2 separate regions of the Sus scrofa genome follow, and region 1 is linked to region 2. The links are chromatin contacts, called in public promoter capture Hi-C maps. All regions are on one chromosome and are shown on one strand. Each heading gives the region's core, a stretch centred on a gene start, on an enhancer-like site or on the middle of the called end of the contact. The rest is flanking DNA. Distances are from core to core; before and after follow the strand shown.

Region 1 (5,390 bases), core at 772-3,271, 300 kb before region 2:
GGAACTCCTCTAAGTGCTTTGGGAATTAAGTAGAAGAGGGAAGGATCTTTGGTTCTCAAAGCATTTATTCTCGTAACTATCATGGGAGCCCAAAAAACCATGGGAAGTAGGTAGGAAGCAGGATCTTGTGTGGGACCCCAGCCCTGAGGACTCCCTGCTTGACCACAGTGACTGCCATACTCACGCCCAGATAACCACGCACTTAGACAGCCCTTCCTTCTCCCCACAGGCACACATATTTAATAAAAGATCCAATGTGGAGTTCTCTTGTGGCACAGCAGGTTAAGAATCTGGCGTTGTAACTGCAGCAGCTCCGGTTGCTGCCATGGCACAGGTTCGACCCCTGGCCTGGGAACTTGCGCATACTGTGGGTATGGCCAAGAGGAAAAAAAAGATCCACGTGCTCACACTGACGTGTTCCAGCTAACAAACCGATTGATTCAAATGATCTCTGTGCATCTCTGATGAATTCTGGCCATAAGCTGTCTCTGTCACTTGTCCCACCAAGGAACTTTGTCCTCTTCTTTGCAGAGTCACTTGTACCTACTGGTCACTGACCAGGGCTTTCTACAGGAAGAGCAAGTGGTGTGGGAGAGCCTGCACAACGTGGATGGAGACAGCTGCTTTTGTGACTCTGACTTTCACCTAAGTCATTCCCTGGGCAAGGGCCCTGGAGCAGAAGGTGGGCGTGGCTCCCCAGAAAATCAGCGGCAGGTGGACCAGGTATGAGGGGACCTCTGAGGAGGGTGCAGAGCACATGTCCGTTCACCTCAGAGAGCTTTTTGCCATAGGCGAGCTGCCTGCACCTCATCATCTAGAGCCTGGAACATATGACTCCCATGCCCCTCTTCTCTCTCTTATCTTCAGACCCTCTCTACACTTGACTGTGTGTTTTGCTCTGAAGAGGGAGCTGGAGCATTGGAAGCTTCAGGAAATGCTGGTGTGGAAACCTAAAGCTAGCCTGGCTACCCCCCCACCCCAGGCTACCTCACAACTCTTGCTCTGTCCCTTCTCTCTAGGACTACCTGATTGCCTTGTCCCTGCAGCAGCAGCAGCCGCCACCTCAAGGCACATCGGGTCTTAGCGACCTGGAGCTGGCCCAGCAACTTCAGCAAGAGGAGTACCAACAGCACCAAGCAGCCCAGCCTGTTCCAGCACCGGCCCCATCGCTGCAGGTGGGCCAGCTGCGCCCTGCCCTTGGCGCTGCCCCTCGTGTGCCACCCCTGCTCCCCCTGGTCCAGATACTTGTTATTCCTGCTATCATCTCTTCACGGTTTCCCTCTGGGCCCTTCTCTGTCCCTCTTCCCTGGGTCCCTTCCTGTCTCTCTCCCCACTGCCCCTCCTGATCCTGATGACCCTGCTTCCATCTAGAATCTTTGTTCTGTGCTTTTCTATGGTTGCTGGATGACTGATGGTTAAATCTGATACAGGGAAGAGGAGCCACGTCTGGACGCCCAGCTGCCGAGCGTCGGCAAAGGCCGAAGCAAGAGTCTGACTGTGTCCTCCTGTAGCCCCACTCAGTGCCAGGCTGCCTTGCCTCCGCGTTCAAGGACTGGGGCTATTTCGCTCGCTTCTCTAGCTCAGCTTGAGATATGCAGGGTAACTTATTTATGGAATGTTGGGGATTTACCAGGCAGTAAATGCCAAGGTCAGATTTAGTGATATCCTTGCCTTCACATGCTGACTCCTCTCAACCATCCAGGGCCACACTGGGGTTGGTGGGGTAAGGATTTCTGATTCCCAGTTCCCTTTGCCCAACACAGTCACGTGAATATACACTCAGGCTCCAGGGTGAAGTCTCTGTCTCCACACATCTCCCTTACTTCCCACCCCTGACTGGCTGGGTCATCCTGGCTCTCCTGCAGGCCCCTCTGTATCTGTTTCAGGGTTTGAGTTCAGTTTCTAACTGCATTATTTGTAATGCCTTCCTAGGAGTTTGGAAATAAAACTTCTTTCCTGAGATCTGTTGTTTGCCTTACCCTACAGCTATGGGGTTAGGTATTTGACCCAGTTGAGGAATGCAAAAGGGGAGGGGACGGGAAAAGAGGCCAGAGAGGGTGGCCTGTCATTGCTAGTAGAGCCAGCAGGGGGAACCAAAGCCTGCTTTTTCCTTTTTTTGTTTTTGTGTTTCTTTTTTTCTTTTTAGGGTCACATTTGAGGCACATGCAAGTTCCCAGGCTAAGCATTGAATTGGAGCCGCAGCCGCAGGCCTACACCACAGCCACGGCAATGCCAAATCCGAGCCTCGTCTGTGACCCACACTGCAGCTCACACCCATGTCAGATCCTTAACCCACTGAGCGAGGCCAGGGATCAAACCTACATCTTCATAGACACTAGTCGGGCTCTTAACCCATTGAGCCATGATGGGAACTCCTTGTTTCTCTATGTTTGCTAAATCTTCTTTTGGAAATAGTACTGTAAGTGGGGAGGTGGGTTTCCAAGTCCCCATTTTGGACAGATGAATTTGGGGATTGTGCATCCTGCTAACCCAAATCTTTCCAGGCAGGGGAGGGATGGCTTGATTCTCTGCTTGCTTCTCAGGTCCTACAGATGGTCTTTTGCTACCTCTAGCCATTTCTGACCTCGTTGTTGTTCCTGGTTCTCAGTTATTTTGCCTGAAATTTCCTGGGAAAGAGAAAATAATGGAGCTGAGAAGAGACACGGAAGGGAAGGTGGTTGTTGATAACTGCAGTCTCAAGTCTCAGACGGGATTCCTGTTGAATATCCAAGTGCACATCAAAGGCATCTCCAACTTCAAGGCCTGCTTCCAGCCCTGTCCCGCTCCACCCAAACTTCAGTCAGGGAACACAGATGACAGTGAAGTTTGCCAAAAGAATTCAAGCATCAGTGAGATGTTCTAACCAGGATAAAGAAGGATGAGTAGGGCAGAAACTGTCAAAGAGAGCCCATTATCCCGCACCCAAGACAGAACGGGAGGACCCAGGTGTACACATCAATTTGAGATGAAGGCAATTGAGATGTAAAAGAAACATCAAGTTCCAGCCTCCACGAGAAGCTGGAACGTGGGGTGCTCAGTGAAGGGTTATCTTATTTAGAGGTCCAGTTGGTCTCCTGCAGCCTCAGCCAAACTTGGGAATCTCAGACCCTTGAATGCCATGTGCAGATGGGGCAGAGACGTCTCAAAGGTCTTCCGCCCTGCACAGAGCTAGTAGGGCTGATCGGCAGTCCCCTTTCACTGTGTCCTGCAGACCAGAAAGTCAAGTGTTAGAAAGACCCACTACCGCATGGCTCAGGTACTGCATCCTCTCCCTTGTACTGGTCCAGAGCTTGTTCGGTGCCTGGAATCTTGTACTAAATTAATCAAAGATTCATGAGTTCTCCAGGGCATGAATATGCTCAGCTGTGTGTAGGGTGGAGGTAACAGGTGAAGCTCTGGGGATCCAGGTTAAGAACCAGGCAAGTCTCACCTGGAGGGAAGAGTAGAGGGACTTCCCAAATTTCTTTTTGAACTCAGCTCGGATACTCAGAAGATCAGTCTCACTTCGAGAAATAAGGATGCGCATCAGGACTTGGTAATTGGGCTCAGTTTCCTGGTAGAGGGAAGAAACAGAATGGGGAGGTGGTGGTAGTGCAAGTTTCAGAGTAGGGATTGGGCTGCACAGTGAATTATTCTAGGGAGTGGTGATGAGGAGAGAGTCAAGGGAAAAGAGAGTATACATTTTCTAGGGGCCAGAGTTATCTTTGTCCATCCTCAAGGAAGATGATGAGGCAGGAAAGATCAGTTGCTAGGGGGGCAGCTGGAATATTACTCATCCCCTCCGGGTCTTTCCTGGCCCTGCCCCTGGCTTAGAGCCTAGCTTCAAAGGCAGGTTATAGGAAACTTGCTACCTATAAAGACTCACAGCATGAAATCCAAGAAAACCTTTTAACTTCCAACTTAGTAAAGGTCCAAGGAGGATACACACACTCTACCCCAAAACTGAGCTGATGGGGCTCCAATAGGGAGCAGGGTCGGTAGCTTCCTATTCTGATCCTGACTCACCAGGGCCGCATTGCATCCCCATCTTTTTTTTTTGGCCATGCCCATGGCATGCAGTTTTCCAGCCAGAGATTGAACCTTCATCACAGCAGTGACAATGCCGGATTCTTAACCCACTGCACCACCAGAGAACTCCTATATCCCTATCTTTACACATCTTCTGGTTGGACCCCTGGGGTTCAGCATCACTGTCTTGTAGCTGCACCAGGCCTTTTGCCTTTTGGTTAAAGATGATAATGGAGGATTCCATTTAGATATAATGGAGGTAGAGGAGTTCCCATTGTGGCTCAGCGGAAATGAATCTGACTAGCATCCATGAGGATGCAGGTTCGATCCCTGGCCTCACTCAGTGGGTTAAGGATCCGGCATTACCATAAGCTGTGGTGTAGGTCGCTGACACAGCTCGAATCTGGCATTGCTGTGGCTGTGGCTGGCAGCTATAGCTCTGTAGCTCTGATTGGACCCCTAGCGTGGGAAACTCCATGTGCTGGAGGAGGGGAGGACTCAAAAGACAAAAAAAATAAATAAATAAAAATAATGGAGGTAGGAAATTTCACGTGTGGTACAGGGGGTTGAGATCTGGCATTGCTACAGCTGTGGCACAGGTTTGATCCCTGGCTAAGGAGCTTCCACATGCTGTAAGTGTGGCCATAAAAAAAAAAAAAAAGAAATAATAGAGGTATAGTACGTCATCAAGTTATGAGCTATAATTGATTATAATAAATAATGTTATCATGAGTGATTTCTACATAAAGTTATTTTGGTTTAGAGTTCCCTCATGGCGCTTTGGGTTAACAATCTAGTGCTGTCCTTACTGTGGTTCTCATTGCTGCTGTGGCATGGGTTTGATCCCTGGCCTGGGAATTTCTACACGCTGAGTGTGCAGCCAAAAATGAAAAAATAAAATAAAATTTAAAAAATAAAATATTTTGGTTGCAATAAACCTATTTGTGTCATGAGCGGTGCACTGGTGCTGTCAAGATTTCCTAATATCCTCTTTTTTTAGAGTTTCCTCAGTCACTTGACTCATGAAACCTTTCCCAGTACCGACTGAAACTCACATTTATGGACCCCCCATAAAGCATAAACTCCATGAAGAAACAAAGAAACTGACGAAGTGAAAAGAGGAGGATATATATATTTCTACACATATAAAGATATATATACATTTTATATATATATATATATATATATATATATATATATATATATTTATTTATTTATTTTTAGGGCTGCACCTGTGGCATATAGAAGTTCCCAGGCTAGGGGTAGAATCAGAGCTGCAGCTGCCGGCCTACCCCGCAGCCACAGCAATGCAGGATCCAAGCCATGTCCCGGACTTATACCACAGCTCAAGGCAATGCTGGATTCTTAACCCACTGAGCAAG
Region 2 (5,204 bases), core at 755-3,254:
TGTTTCTAGTTTAAATCCTATCTCCCACTTAAGAGTATCACAATGGACTCCTGGCTGGACTGTCTAGTATCTCTCTACCTAGAATTCTAAATGATTTTTATTCATTACCACTAGGTTAATCTTCCTAATGAACTGTTCTGATCTGCGATCTCTGGTCTAAAACCCTGAAATCTCTCTCCTGTTTTATTAAATTATTCACTTATTTTTTGTTTTGTTTTTCATTTTTTATTTTTAGGGCCATACCTGCAGCATATGGAAATTCCCCAGGCTAGGGGTTGAATCAGAGCTATAGCTGCCAGCCTACACCACAGCCACAGCAACTCAGGATCCATGCTGCATCTGTGACCTATACCAAAGCTCATGGCAACACAGGAACCTTAACCCTCTGAGTGAGGCCAGGGACTAGACCCTCGTCCGCGTGGATACTAGTCATGTTGGTTACCGCTGAGCCACAACGGGAATGCCGCCACTTCTTTATCCTGGCATTCAAAGCCCTCCAGGTTCTGGACTCAATTCTATTTTTTTGGCCTTCATGCTGACCCCATCACCTAGAATACCCTTTCTTCCTTCACCTTTACCTGGCAAACTTCTAAATTCTTTAAAGCTGTTCAAATACTCACCTCCATCACAAAGTTTTTTGTTTTTGTTTCTGTTTTGGCAGGGACTCTGAACCTTCCTTTGAACCCCTATACCACTTTTATTAACAGTTTTATTTTAATGCTGACCAGACTTTGCCTCATATGATAAAAGCTGTGTTTTCTATGCTTCTCAAACTTTTCCATTAGAAGTATATCTAATTATACAGAAAAAATGAACGGAAAGCCCCAGGGCTGTCACAATAGGCTGCCTGGAATATTAATTTTTTTTTAGGGCCACACCCACTGCCCACGGAACTTCCTATGCTAGGGGTTGGATCCGAGCTTTAGCTGCCAGCCTATGCCACAGCCACAGCAATGTGGGGTCTGAGCTATATCTGCGACCTACACCACAGATCACAGCAACCCCGGATCTTTAACCCACTGAGTGAGGCTAGGGATCGAACCCGCATCCTCATGGATCCTGGTCAGGTTTGTTACCACTGAGCCACAACAGGAACCCCAAAATTAAATTTTAATGTGAATTTTTCAGTGTTATTATTAGACTGTTTTAATACTTAAATATGCTTTTTGACCAACACTCTAGGAAGATATGTCTATTTAACCTCAAGGATTTAGGGTACACCTGGCACTCTGTGAAAAACCTAACCCTCCCCACATGCCCACTAAACTAAGCTTTCTAGAGCAGACACTGCCTTACTACATATGTATCCCCTGTAAAAACAATACAGTGCCATCTACAGATGCTAAAAAAATACGGTTGAACTCTGACCCAGGATAGGTTAGCAAGTGTTAACTGTATTTACTAAATGTTTACCATGTACCTAGACATTTGTTGTTTCAAAAGAAGCTTATTCTTCATGGGACGACCCTGAACAAGTAAAAAAAACTGTACATAAAAGTAAAACCACGGAATGTAAGCCATCTGTGTTCTGCAAGGCGACTCAGTCTCTCCACATGGCAAGTGACACACTGGAGTAGTGTGGAGTACCACTTTAAAGTCCACTCTGACCTCTAAATTAATTTCTGGAGATTGATCATTTTCTGCTAACACTGAGCAAAGTTTAATCCTCTTTAACTGACAATAAAAGGCTTACATCCTCTCGCCCTGCATTTTGAAGCCCAGCAAAGCCTACTGCGCGCGGGGCGGTGGAGCGGAGGAAGCCTGACCCCACCAGAGCAGCAAAAAAAAAAAAAAAAAAAAAAAAAAAACCTAGCCGTACCGCCCCCTAACAGCCCCCACGGGTTTCCAATTGGTCCCTGTGGTTCATTCCCTTGGCAGATTGGCCTTCCAGCTTGCCCGTCGCTTCCACAGACCCCACATTTAGCTAGCAACTATTGGTAGATCGTTACGTCATTGCCCCATCTATCCTGCTCCCATTGGCTCGCACATGAAGGGGCGGTCATAACGTCACAGGCAAGAGCCGCCATTTTGACTGAGCAACCCTAGTGACAGGAGCCGAACAAGCCGCGCAGGTTGTCCCGTGTCCCCTCCCCCTTCCCTTCTCCAGTTGACTTCCCGGGTCCCCTACACTCCACAGTCCCGGCCCCGCCATGTCCCAGAAACAAGAAGAGAACCCTTCGGAGGAGACCGGCGAGGAGAAGCAGGTGAAATGGAGGGGGTGCGGGCGGGCAAGCTGGGCGACCGTGATGGGGCGGGAGACGATCTCCCACCGGTGCGGATTGGTCGCCATGGTCTCCGGCTCTGCAGGGGTTGGCCGCTTCTTGCGTCGTGCAGGGTGAGCCTCAACAAGGCCTGCTGCTTTGGCGCTGGTTAGTTGGGTGGCTTGTCATTCAGTGTTGTAACCTTTCTGATTGGCCAATGGGTCTTCGGCTCAGCCCTTTGGAGCTGTACTATAATTGGCCGAGCCTGGGCGCGGGGCGGGTGTTTGGAAAGACTCGGTGAATGAAAGGGGGCTGGTGGTCCCAGGATTCTGTGTGTTACTGGTTAGTAGGGGTAAAATGACCCAACATCTAGGCAGGGGCCCGCATTCTAAATCCTCAGAAGATACAGGTCGAGGGAAAGAAGTTTAAAAAGGACCACATTGGGAGAAGGGAGAAGCGGAATTATTATCATGGCTAGTTTAAGACAGCAACTTTCTCGAGAGACCTATTTTGACCACTGGGGATGGCCTGTTGCCCACCTTCAAAGAAGACCGAATAAGATTGAAGAGGACTAGGGCTCTGAACAGAATCACGGAGGTTAATCCTAGAAAAGACACCGAGACAGTAATGACAAAGAAAGACGCCACAATATTCTCCCCAGACTTCCAACTCAGGGGGACTTAGTTCACCCGCAGTTATGCGATGAAAACACGTCAACCTCTTTGGAGATTTGTATTTGACATAACATTTAGTATTGGACTCGGGGATTCATGATATATACCTGGTGTTGTATCTGCCAGTTTTCCAAGAGAAGTGAAAGTAAATCCATTTTAAAAAGAGCCACAGATTGGCTTCAAATCTTTTTTGAAAAGTCACTAAAGAAAAGGGCAGCAGGGCCCACGAAAAGTAAGAAGAGTAACAACGCAGTAAGAGCCCCTGCAAGCTAATTGGGCTCTTGGCATGTTACCCAAACTTCCATCACTTGCCCCACTAGGAAAGATGTTGATTTTTTAGCAAAGCTGGTGGGTAAATGCTAGTGGACCTACTGTATCATGATTTTCCTGAAGTTAAAAACTGTCATTTTAATCCGTTTACTTGTCACCTTCCTATGACAATGTTTATGGAATTGCTGAAGCAATGCTGTCTTGTTACTAAGGTGAAGATTTCTGGAGAAGGCCACAGAGTTATGCTCCTCCAAAGAGAGACTTTTCAGATAACCAGCTTAGAAGGGAACATCTCAGGAGAGTTATCCACTTTGATATCCCATTTGACCTGTATTACGTGTTAGGGACAGCCAAGGAACTTTCCTGTTCATCTTGTATCACCAGAAGCCCTGCTAGCTTTCTCTCTGTCTTTCCTAGCTTCATGTTGAATGAGCTATGACTCGCTCCTTGATTCAAGTATCGTGCTTATATATTACCTTTAACCCAGTACTCACAGGTCACTGGTGTGGTTCCTTGGGTGTAGTGTGAGAAGGAGCATATCTTTCTCTTCTCACAATACAGTCATCTTGGGCTTTAGGGATTTGAACAAAGGTTAGCTTCATTTAAAAATAGAGTGGAGATAGCATATTTACAAGTGGGTAGATCTCCAGGAAAAGGTAAGAGTATAAAAGTTATCAGTATTAGAAGCAGTTGCTTCTCAGTGTTTAATTTTATTGGCCCATTTGTTTCCTCCAGGACACGCAGGAGAAAGAAGGTATTCTCCCTGAGAGAGCCGAGGAGGCAAAGCTAAAGGCCAAATATCCAAGCCTAGGACAAAAGCCTGGAGGCTCCGACTTCCTCATGAAGAGGCTCCAGAAAGGGGTATGGGGCATAATATCTTACCCTCTTTGGAGCCACAGAAAGCCTTAGGGATGAGACCTATGGACGTTGTAGTGAATACTGATTTGGAGGTTTTGTTTGGGGGAAGTAGTAGAGAAGAATTAGAAACTTGGAAAAACAAGGCAGATACTGTAAATACCTGATAAGTTATCAGCTATCTTCTGATCTCCCCTGTAGGAAATTAGGGCTTAATGTAGGGGCATTTGGGCACAAGGTTGGGGGAGTGAGGAAAGGATGTTAGAGTCTGGAATGCTGACAGTTTCCAGACATTTGCCTGTTTAGATGGTGGGAGTTTTAGGACTACACATTTAGGATTTGAGCTAAATTTTAGGATGCACCATTTCAGAAAAAGATCAGACCATCTGTCCTGCAGATTTCCTCAACTTGATATGAATAGCAGATTTCTTCAGACATTTGAAGAGATTTATTTTTCCTGTCCAGTGTGGTCCTTCTCACCAAGGGAGAATCTTACCCTCATAGCCATCTAGCTCCTGATCAGGTTTCTCAGTCCCCAGACGTACCTAAAGCTGACTAAGGGATCGTAAGTCATTAACCTGGAGGGTGTTTCTCCGTGAGGATGAAATGGAGAGGGAAACAGATCCCTGTGGAGAATCCCAGTTATTGTGTCTTAGTCACAGATGATAATGTGATGCTGATTTGCTGCTTACCTTGCTGTCGGCAAGGCAGGCGTGGGCAGGCTGTCACAGCCATGGAACATGTGTGGGAGTGGTAGGAGTCAGAGGAAAGTACATTATCCTCATGAACAAGCCCAGTTTCTATTCATAGTCTGAGAGAATAATTTTTAATTTTGAGGTTTAGTTTGAGACTGATCTGCTGATAGCCCCAGATCGACCCTTCTATGTATGTTACTCATTTCTGCTCCCACAACACCAAGCCCACTAGAGGCTAATAGGTCCTCAGTAAGCCTTTATGAATAGTCAGTAATTTGGTTGAACCTTCCTGTACTCGTGGGGCTACAAAGGATGTAGGAGCTGTCTCTTAACTCCAAAAATATGTACTCTAGCTGGGAAATTGCTTATATACCTGAGAAAGAACACGATGGGGAGAAGACAGGTGTTTGTAATTAATGCTAAGCTATGTATGTATGAGGTAAATAAAGACTTGAAAGGAGTCCCCTCATGACTCAGTGGGTTAAGGATCTGGCGTTGTCACCGCTGTG

Evidence for each region. Promoter capture Hi-C pulls out the DNA fragments that hold promoters and counts their contacts.
Region 1: a contact with region 2 is called in a promoter capture Hi-C map of fetal liver, with 2.8 times the contacts expected there. The contact joins the enhancer-like site here to the promoter of ENSA in region 2. A contact is called at or near these places in 2 of 5 promoter capture datasets (fetal liver and liver), 3 of 47 Hi-C or Micro-C datasets (embryonic fibroblasts, fetal heart ventricle and heart right ventricle) and 2 of 2 datasets of contacts at active chromatin or transcription factors (alveolar macrophages and skeletal muscle).

What each region holds. Positions count from the first base shown.
Region 1 is chr4:98,229,395-98,234,784 of Sscrofa11.1, forward strand. MINDY1 (ubiquitin carboxyl-terminal hydrolase MINDY-1) reads left to right here. Exons shown (of 10, transcript XM_001929665.7): 8 at 532-723; 9 at 1,020-1,175; 10 at 1,431-1,962. The coding sequence ends at 1,511. ANXA9 (annexin A9) reads right to left here. Exons shown (of 14, transcript NM_001243348.1): 13 at 3,431-3,553; 14 at 2,826-3,205. The coding sequence ends at 3,143. Among named protein-coding and RNA genes, the nearest start is that of ANXA9, 10 kb to the right of the region's middle. Within about 2 kb of position 2,022, at least 31 of the 83 cell types and tissues checked have an H3K27ac peak or open chromatin away from gene starts, as enhancers often do. A contact at or near this core is called in embryonic fibroblasts, fetal liver, liver and 1 more, where this site is marked.
Region 2 is chr4:98,525,898-98,531,101 of Sscrofa11.1, forward strand. ENSA (alpha-endosulfine) reads left to right here and starts at 2,005. Exons shown (of 4, transcript XM_021089895.1): 1 at 2,005-2,204; 2 at 3,881-4,006. The coding sequence starts at 2,151.